2 separate regions of the Mustela erminea genome follow, and region 2 is linked to region 1. A link is a contact called in public Hi-C data. All regions are on one chromosome and are shown on one strand. Each heading gives the region's core, a stretch centred on a gene start, on an enhancer-like site or on the middle of the called end of the contact. The rest is flanking DNA. Distances are from core to core; before and after follow the strand shown.

What was found. Hi-C and Micro-C count contacts between places; a contact is called where the count stands out from the background.
Region 2: a Hi-C map of spleen shows a contact between it and region 1, with 7 times the contacts expected there. The contact joins the promoter of MTFR1L here to the promoter of PAFAH2 in region 1. A contact is called at or near these places in 3 of 3 Hi-C or Micro-C datasets (fibroblasts, skeletal muscle and spleen).

Annotation. Positions count from the first base shown.
Region 1 is chr10:90,779,409-90,784,246 of mMusErm1.Pri, forward strand. PAFAH2 (platelet-activating factor acetylhydrolase 2, cytoplasmic) reads left to right here and starts at 1,839. Exons shown (of 11, transcript XM_032301912.1): 1 at 1,839-1,999.
Region 2 is chr10:90,943,067-90,947,904 of mMusErm1.Pri, forward strand. It overlaps MTFR1L (mitochondrial fission regulator 1-like), which reads right to left and starts at 2,898. Exons shown (of 7, transcript XM_032301832.1): 1 at 2,795-2,898; 2 at 1-116.

The DNA.
Region 1 (4,838 bases), core at 589-3,088:
GACTCAGCACCTGACCTCAGAGACTCACAATTTCTTGCTAAGCCCCTACATGAGAGGTGTGCACAAATATCCCAGCAACTGAGCAGGGCAGAGGTCCTTTGAGACGTGAGGAATCAGGGAAGCTTCATGGGGAGGAGCGCCTAGCAGGATCAGACCAGCCACCTGGCAGCATCTAGTGGAGGAAAGAGCATGAATGAAGGTGTCGAGGTAACAACAAAACCCAGATGCATCTCGAGAATGGCAGGAGGTGAAGGTAGCTAGAGGCAGAGCAGAAGAGAGGACATCCCTGTCAGAGTGAGCAACACTTCTGGGGAAGTAGTGGGGGGCCAGGTTGAGGAGGACCTCCAATGCCAAGCCGAGGCACGGAAACTGAAGGGATCCCATGAGAGAAAAAGCTGTTTTTTGTTTTTGTTTTTCTTCCTTTGTTCCTTTTTGGGCTTCTATTCTTGCTAGACCTGCACCCTTGCCCTACACATGCCTTATTGTATGTATGTCCTCCTTGTAAGGGACATACATACTTTGTCCCTTGTAAGGGACAAAGAGTTAATGATATATTTGGAGCCTTCCAGCACAATAGATAATATCTAAGGAACTACTAGGCAGAGCCATCTTGTGCATATTCCAAATCCCTGGTGCTAGAAATCTCAACACCAAGACCCCTAACTCTGAGGAGTGCGTGACCTGGGACCTTGTCCTTGTTTTGACCAGTTCCTGGATGCCTGAGAGGACACGTGCATGGTACCATGATTGTCTGCAAATCCCCCAGACCCCAAGCAAAGATGAGACTCACGCTCTCTTCCTTTCTGAGTCTCCCAGACGCTTTGCCTGTATCTGCTGTTTCTATAACCTCAACAAACCTCGTTTGTTGTTGAAATTGGGACCTCGTTCGGTAGGTAGTTGGAAGGTGTTGACAGTTTTTAAATCGCTTGAATGATCCAAATGTCTTACAGAAGTTTATAAGACTCGAGGACGTGACTCTATCTACCTCCCCAGGTGTCTCTCCACTCCCTCCCTCCACTCCTGTGCTCCATCCCGCCTGAATCTAAGGCATTCTTCACAATCCCCTTCCTGGCTAAGTCTAAATCCCTCAATTCTCAGTTTTAGCGTCTTTCTAAGATCTCTAAGAAGCCTTCTGTCACTGTTCCATTTTCCCGAAGCCTGCGCAGGTGCCTCCTTTCAGGGTTCCCACAACCCCTCTGTTTCCCCTATTAGAGCACGTATCGCTGGTGGTGTACTTCTTCATCTGTCGGGATCCTCCGCTAGATTGTGATTTCATTTGAAGCTAGGGACAGTATCTTGTTCACCACCGTGTCCCTAAGAACCAGCACAGGGGCTGCAAAGGGATGTCGGCTGAAGGGGCTAGGCTGGAGGGGGTGGGGCAGTGATCCCTCCGGGTCCTTCCTGTTTTCTGTCGGTGAGTTTCTGAAGGACAATGGAAAATCCCAAGTGTCAACAAGTATCGGTTGGTAGAAAATATGCGCTTAACTTGAATGATCAGTTTCATATTCTCACAGAGTGCAAAGTACGGGTAAATCAAAAAAAGGGCCATAACTCCCCAAAAAGCCCGCACTCCCTGAGAAAAGACGAAGCCACGGGTATTAGTAGGCACGCCCAGGAATTATTTGAGAAATGGTGAGGCGGAGGGTTACTAACCGGAACTATAAGCGGTAACCCTCCGCTCGAGTCTTGTAATCGTGGAGGCGACGTCTCAGACCGCCAGGGGGAGGAATCGCGCCGTACCCCGAGACTTGGGCGGTATCATTCAACAATGAGGGGACGCGTGGAACTCTGGGGATTGTAGTTTTAAGGGTCGCAATGCGCAGTCCTGCGCGATGCACCTCGGAAGTTGTAGTTCTATGCGGAGAGGAGGGGAGTGCTTTTAAGGGCCAATGATGAGTTCTGAAAACTACACCTACCCAAGGGCCACGGGGTTCGGAGTAGTTTCTGGTTTCGGTGGAGTTGACCTTCTTGGTTACTTCTGAGGGGTCAACTTGGCTGGGTAAGTTGGCTTGGAGAAAGCTCTTGTTCTGAGCTGAGCTATCAACCGGTTTTTCATTCTCCAGCCGGGTTTGGGGGCTGCTTGTCTCAATCCCAGTAACTCTGAGATTAATCCTTCATTCTTTCCTGTTTCCTCTTCAGACACTTCCAGTATCTACCCTCACCCTTAATGCTCCCACTATCATCTCGCGCCTCCCGGCGCCCCTGGAATCCCACCCTGAGCTCTGGTGGTAGGACCCAGCCCCCCCACAGCCCCACCCGCAGCACACAACGTGACGTCCCCGAAACCTGGGCGTCTTTATGCCCCACGCCTCCTGTGTGCTTCTCTCTTCCCTTCACTTACCGCTGTTTCATGCTCGTGGAAGAAAAGTCGCCATTCCCTCTTGTCACTGTGGAAGAGCCCTGGACTCGGCAGACCCAGGATCTGCCCGTCCTCCCGCAGCTCACTCGCTTTGTGACCTTGGATCTTGGGCAAATCAAGCAATCTCCCCGGGACTCCCGCTCTTCGTTTACAAAATGGAAATGGCAATTGCTCTGTCAGTCTTAGGGTGAGGCTCTTCGGTGGAGCCAATAAGCTAATATGTGTGAAAGGGCTTTTTAAACTGTAACGCTTCCACAAGCCAGAGAGGTTATTTTTATTAGAATTATTAATGCTCTGGAACACTCTTATCTTGGTGTGTGGGTTTTTTTTTTTTTAAGATTTTATTTATTTATTTGACAGACAGAGATCACAGGTAGGCAGAGAGGCAGGCAGAGAGAGAGAGAGGAAGGGAAGCGGGCTCCCCGCTGAGCAGAGAGCCCCATGCTGGGCTGGATCCCAGGACCCTGGGATCATGACCTAAGCCAAAGGCAGAGGCTTTAACCCACTGAGCCCAGGCGTCCCTTTATCTTGGGTTCTTTTCTCTCTCTTCCCCCTTGTTGCTCAAGCTAACCCCTTGAATGCTTGGTGTCTCCATTCTCTAAGAGTAGGATATTTCCTCACTTCCTCCAGAGACCAAAGGTCAGATGAGCTTTAAGTCTCCAGAGAGCTTTGTCTGAAAGGAAGCCCCAGAACTGCTTCTCTTGGACTCTGTCCTGAAATAGCCAGTGATGAAAAGTCCACACAGCTGGCAAAAGGGTGGCTGGTTTCTGCTCACTGGAAACAGGATCCCAGCAGGAGATGGGACAGCTGCATTGTAGGAACCATCCATCTCCTGGGCTCTTGTGGGCCTTTTTAGTACACTCTGATTTTTGCTGGGGTGTTTCAGACTCAAGAAGGCTGGGAGAAAGGTTCCACTTTGCCAAAGGTTTTAATACAGAAAAGATGAAAGAGACCTTGACCCCTTGGCCAGGTATGATGAAATAGCATTGTTAATTAATTTTTAACATTTTGTGAGCACTTAAAATGTACCAAGCCTTAGGCAATATAGCACTTTTCTTATTTATGTATTTTTTCAAATTTGTATATATTTTCTCAATTTTTTTATTTAAATTTAACTTTTGAAGTGGCTTCATTTTACTTATAAAGAACTTGGGCTTAGAGAGGTCATGCTGTAGTAATTACTGTAGTTAGAGTTATTATCTCTGGTTATAGTGCCTTCTACATGTCAGGTGTTTTATATTCATTATTTAATCATCGACAACCTCATGGGTGCTGTTATTTCTGCCGTATAGGATAAATTCTCAGAGGCTCAGAATTTAAGGATCTTGCTCAAGATCACAGCCATTTAAGAACTGGAATTCGGACTGTCACCAAAGCCTTTCTTTTTACACTATGCCATATAGCCTTATTTTTGGATTAAAAAAAAAAAAAGAATTGAGTGGTTTTAAATCAAAGCCAAGTAAAGGAGCATTTAGTGGGTCCTTACTACATAAGGAAAACATTAGGGTAGATGGTTCGGCCTACAAAGAAGTATAAAATACAGCCTTTGTATAGTATGTATATCCAAAGAAGTGAGGCATAAGTTGTGTAAAAATTAAATCAGATTCATTGGATAAGTTAATTATTGAGACCAGTTTTATGCAAGGCACTACATTAAGCCTTGTGATTGGCAGGAACATGGTTCTAGGTAGCCACAGGGATTGAACCCAGTGAAATCCATGGTCATTTCATTACCATAAAATGGTGGGCTAGAACATCGTATACTCTCAGCAGGTGTTTGTTGCGTGGGTGCATCTCTGAATAAAAAGTCCTTTGTGTCATCTGGGCCAGAGGTTCTCAAACCTTGCTGATGAGAAACATGGGAAGCTTTTAAAAATTGACCTCTGGGGGCACCTGGGTGGCTCAGTGAATAAGCGTCTGCCTTCGACTCAGGTCATGATCCCAGGGTTCTGGGATCGAGCCCCACATTAGGCTCCTTGCTCAGCGGGGAGCCTGCTTCTCCCTCTCCCACTCAGCCTGCTTGTATTCCCTCTCTCACTGTCTCTCTCTCTCTGTGTCAAATAAATAAATAAAATCTTTAAAAAAAACTGACCTCTGGGAATGAGGACCCTAAAATCTGTATCTTTGAAAGTTTCCCAGGTGACTGTGACAGTAGACTCAGGAACTTCTGCTTGGGCCACTTGTAGGCAAGTTACTGATAGAAAACTGCTAGAATAGGTAATTACCCAAGAGCTATCCTAAGGCGGCCCGTGATTGGTTAGCAGGTGAGGGATGCGGACAATGCTTAGAGTGGAGAGGAGGGCAGGTGAAAGGACTTGTTAAAGCACAGAGAACCAGAGATTTCTGTGGGCCCTCATGGATGGGGCAGGCTTGCATGGGTGGAGAGGCTTCTAGATGGGCACCATCATGAATTGTGTGGATGAGCTGAGCAAAAGAAGGTAGGCACACCTGGGCCGATTTCCTTGGAAAATTACATGAC
Region 2 (4,838 bases), core at 1,648-4,147, 160 kb after region 1:
CCAGCTCCTGCACTTGAAGGACAAGGCAGCCACAGGGCAGCTCTGGGGGCTTGGGGAGGCTGGAGGCGTGATTTCTTCATATCAGGCCATCTTTAAGGAACACCAGATTTCCCTTCCTGTGAAACAACCCCCACAGTGGAGACTCAATGGCCACCACACAAGCCCCACAAAAACCAGGTCCTTGCAGAGCCATGACCAACACCAAGGTTTCTCTGATGTTTCACAGGGAAGAAAAACAACCCAAGAGGCTGCCCTCCCCGAATCCAGACCCTTGAAGGTTCTGTCCCAGACCTGTGGCATGAGCTTGGCCAACTCTGGGATCTTCCGGATCCCTTGGGTTTCCTGAGGCATTACTTACAGAGATATAAACAGAACTTTCTCGGTAGTTTAAAAGCCAAACTGTAGGTACCGCTCAAACCCAGCATTCCTTCTTGAAGATAGGGTGTAAAAGCCCCAGCATGTGCCACGAAGCCTAGAACCGCTGAGTCTTGGCAAGGGGGAGAGGTAAAGTAGACAAAAGAAGAATAAACCACCAGCTCTTGTCAGTCTCCATCTACTGGGCTACAGGGAAGAGAGCTAACAATTTTTATCCTGTTTAGCCATCTACTGGTCTGGTAGCCCCATAACTTTTCTGAATGTTGGTTTTTCCATATGTAAAAAGAGTACAAGAGCAGCCATCCTAGATTACCTTAAAGATCAATCAGTGAAATAGGGTAAGATTTTAAAGCGCTTAATTAACTGTAACAACACAACACAGATGGATGGGATCACTCCTGATTGTATTCTTCGCAGCTGCTCTGACATGGTGAGCAGATGCAATCAATGAGCTCACTCCCTTGTTCATCAAACATAATAATACCTGCTCTGTGGCAGGCCCTGTGCTGGGCACTGCAAGGGCTAGAGAAGGGGTAAGACACATCCGTGCTCTCAAGGAACACACAATATGAAGAGCTATAAGACTTGAATACCCAAGTCTAACAAATGCTGAGTATCACTCCTAAGAAAGGTACACTGAGCAGGTGGCCAGGTGAATGCAGGCCCCTGGCCCCAAGGCCTCATGGTGAGTTCAGAGAGGGTAGGAAGGGATGAAAAACAGCAACAAAAGCACAGGTCCAGGACAGGACAGTGAGAGAGGCGTAAAGAATAGCACAGGTATACTGGGGGTCAAGTCATGAGGGCTGGGAATGCTCAGGGAAGTCACTGGGGAACAAAGGACAGGCTCTGAGCAGGGGATGGGCTGAAATCTCCCTTGCAGGATTTCTCTTTCACCTGTGGGAGAGGAGTAGTCACTCACATTATACAAATGCGGAAAGGAAGCTGGAGAGAGGAAGTGTCTTAAGGTTACTCAGTGGCCATGCCAGTAGAAAGCACTTCAAGTCTGATCCAGATTCTGCTGCCTTCTGCATGGGCTCACCTCCATGCAGTTCAAGCCTTTTATCAGAGTTCCTCTGTGTGCCAGGCTCTGTGTTAAATATCACCACCTTCCACGAGTTTCACACAACAGTGCTTCCCCGTGTTTCTCACTCTAGACACTACAACCACTTCCTCTCCAAACTTACCTCCAAAGACTCAGGCCTAACGCAACAGCCAGAGGGATCTTTCTAGGACACATTGCTCCTATGTTTAACCCCACTCCCCACCCCGCCCCACTAGAGCCAACATCTAGACGGGATGGCCTGCAGGGTCCTCCACAATCAGGCCCAACCTAACTAGACCAAACTCCAAGGCCTACAACTGGGCCCCTATACACTTGACAGCCACACCTCCCATGTTCCCCTTGCCCTGCAGCCATGCTGACCACCTCTCAGCGCCTCTCCACAGATCCAATCTGCCAGAAACACCAGCATCTTCTTCACCAAGCTCATTCTTCAGAGCTCAAGCATCACCTCCCCTCCCCCAGCACCCCACGTTTCCTTCCCAGTTCTCTCACAGTAGTAATTAGAGCCCGCGTAATCAGCTGTCTGTCGCAGGGCAGGAGCTTCCCCAGGCACAGCACAGTGCCTGCCTAGTCCCCAGTGAGCACGTCAACGTTAGCTCACGAACGAAGGAGAACTCTGGCTTAGCCTTCACCTCCCTCCCCGCCCCAAGTGTCATCCGCTAGAAGACTTCCCCCAGTTCGCTGGCAACGCAGGTTGGTTCTCAGCACCCCTACGTTCCCACGACCCCTTTCCAGGCCGCTGTCATGGCCTGTTCACACACGCTCTCCCGCATTAGACTTGGGGCTCCCCCGGGGCAGGGTTTGCTCTCATCACCCCGGCACCAAGCACACCACCGAGGTCGCCGCACTCGGTAGAACCTGGCGAGGGACAGTCCGCGTGAGCCCCAAGCGGCTGCACGGGGGGAACCGCTGCAGGGACCTTGCCCGGGACCCGCCTCCCCTCCCCCGTAACGGTCCGACCCCAAAGGGCCAAGGTCGGCTAAGTTCTCGCCGCCGGCCCTGGTGGCCCTCGGACCCACGGGCCCGGGTCCAGGTCCCGAAGAAGCGAGGAGGCCGAAGTGGTCTGGCTGGCCGAGGAGCGCAGGCGAAACGACAAACTTCTGCTGTAGCACAGCCACCGAAGCTGGGTGACTCGGGCGAGCAACTACCCCCAGGGGAGAGTCCTCCCACCCTCAGCCGAGCGAGGCGGACAACACGGGCTCCCGCGAGAACTGGCGCGGGAAGAGGAGCCGCGGACTCCACACAGCCCCTGGCACTAGGCCGCGTCGACAGTCGGGCTGGGAGACCGCGCTCCCGCCTCCGGAGCGGCACTCGGACATAGTCTCACCTCAGACTCCGGCTCCGGGACTCACTCACCTCACGGCCCCTCCTACCTCAGCGGGCCGCCCAGCCTCAGCCGCCCTCACTTCCGCTGACCCGCCCCCGGAAGCGATCCATCGCGCCTGCGCACCGAGCGGCGAGCCCCGCGCGCCCTCGGACGGCGGACAGCGGCTTCGGCGGGGGCGGGGCGGGGCTGCGGGCGGCCTCACGCGGGAATCCCGAGGAAGGGGACACGCCCACCCCCAAGACCACGCCTGCACTGGCTCAGGCCTTGGGAAAAGTTGACGGCGCTTGGAGATCCCCGCGGCCTAATTGGCCGCTTCCGCCACTGGTCTCCGCCTCCTTGCTCTTCTTCTAGGGTAGTCCTGATCCGACCTCTAGCGGCGGAGGCCTGGCTACATCTCTGCCCGGACCCCAAATTGTGTGGCGTCTGCTGTCCCTCCGCTTAGGCACACTTGAGAATCCTTCCTCTGGCGTTCCAGGCCCTCCGGACCTCCCTCTTGCCTCGCCTCATCTCGCCTGTCCGCTTTTCACACTTCTAGCTTCCCAGCCAAGATCCTCTACAGTCTTCTGTCCAACAAGAAGCCTCTCTCTCCTGTGACTACTGCCCTTTAGCTCTTCGCAGCTTGCTGGCTCTCTCGCTCGCTCGCGCTCTCTCTCTCTCTCTCTCTCTCTCTCTCTCTCACACACACACACACACACGGTAGATTCAGTGAGATAGTAGATCGATGGGTAAGACGCCAGAGGTACTGGGACAGAGACCCACATTCCTTCCAGGCTCACTCACCCACTCCATCTTCCCGCTTAGACAACAGCCCCCCACCCCCACCCCGTCCTGGTCCTAATTCTGGTCTCCGTGGCTTCCAGGCCTGGGTCACGTGCTCTCCTCTGCCCTCTGCATACAGCTGTGCCTGGCTCCCCGGCTGCAGTTCTTGGGTCTCAAAGCCTGCAATCCCAGCTGCCGGCGGACAGGCTGGCTTCACAGCGGGGACAGGGTCGGGCAGTCCACACAGGACCTCTTGCTCAGAACTCCGCACTTGCTTTAACACTCTGCTGTTGCCCTCTTTAATGTGTGTGTGTCTAAATTAACAAGGGGCCCTGCAGTTTTCAGTTTGCACTAGATCCTGCAAATTACATAGCTGTCCTAGCCAGGGACCTCAGGGGTCCACCCTGATCCTTACCATATTTCAAATGACGAGGGCTGACTTCCAGGTCCAGCCTTCTTTCCAGGATGGCAAATTGTTGTTTAATCATTGATTCTCCTCAGTTGCAGGAACATGTGACTCTTGATCTCAAGGCGGATCTTGCAGATCACCCTTTCCTGAGGGTGCTAGATGCTGCCTTGGTGATCCATTCAGATCACCTCTACCCTCCCAGCGAACCCACCTTCCGGCTGCTGTGCGGGCTTCACACAGCTGCCCCCTTCGCTGGAAAATTGCACTTACAACAGGGAGCCCATAGGCCCTAACCTGGGAATTTACTCCACCTCCCAAGTCAATGACTGACTGACACAGAGTACCAAAGACAGGTTGTACTCTGTGGTGAGGCTTATATTCCAGAACCCTTCCCCCGTGATCATGCCCAGGCTAGGATTTGAGACTCTATTCCTGTTTAGCATCTTTCCTTCCCCCATTCTTCATTACTCCTTTCTTTTAATTTAAAAAAAAAAAAAATTTAAGGCTTTTTAAAAAGAGATTTTATTTTTTTTAAGTAAGTTTTATACCCAACATGGGTCTTGAACTCACAACCTTGAGATCAAGAGTCACATGCTCCTGCAACTGAGCCAGCTAGGCTCCCCTTTTTCATCTCTTCTTATACAGGTTTTTTTCCTGAAGCGTACTCCCTTTAAAAAAAATAAAAAATTACCTAAGGCCTACCTTAGGCTCTGTTTCTAAGAAATGGGTAATTAACTTCAGAATCTTTCTCATCAGATCCTAAAAACAGTACTAAGTTCTACTACTAGGTCTATCACAAACTCACTTTAAGAACATCACTTGAGCCCTCTAGTGACAGAAGATAGTCCCCAAAGGCATTTCAGTCATGTACCCTTGCCATCTGCCAAGCCAACCCCACAGAGGAG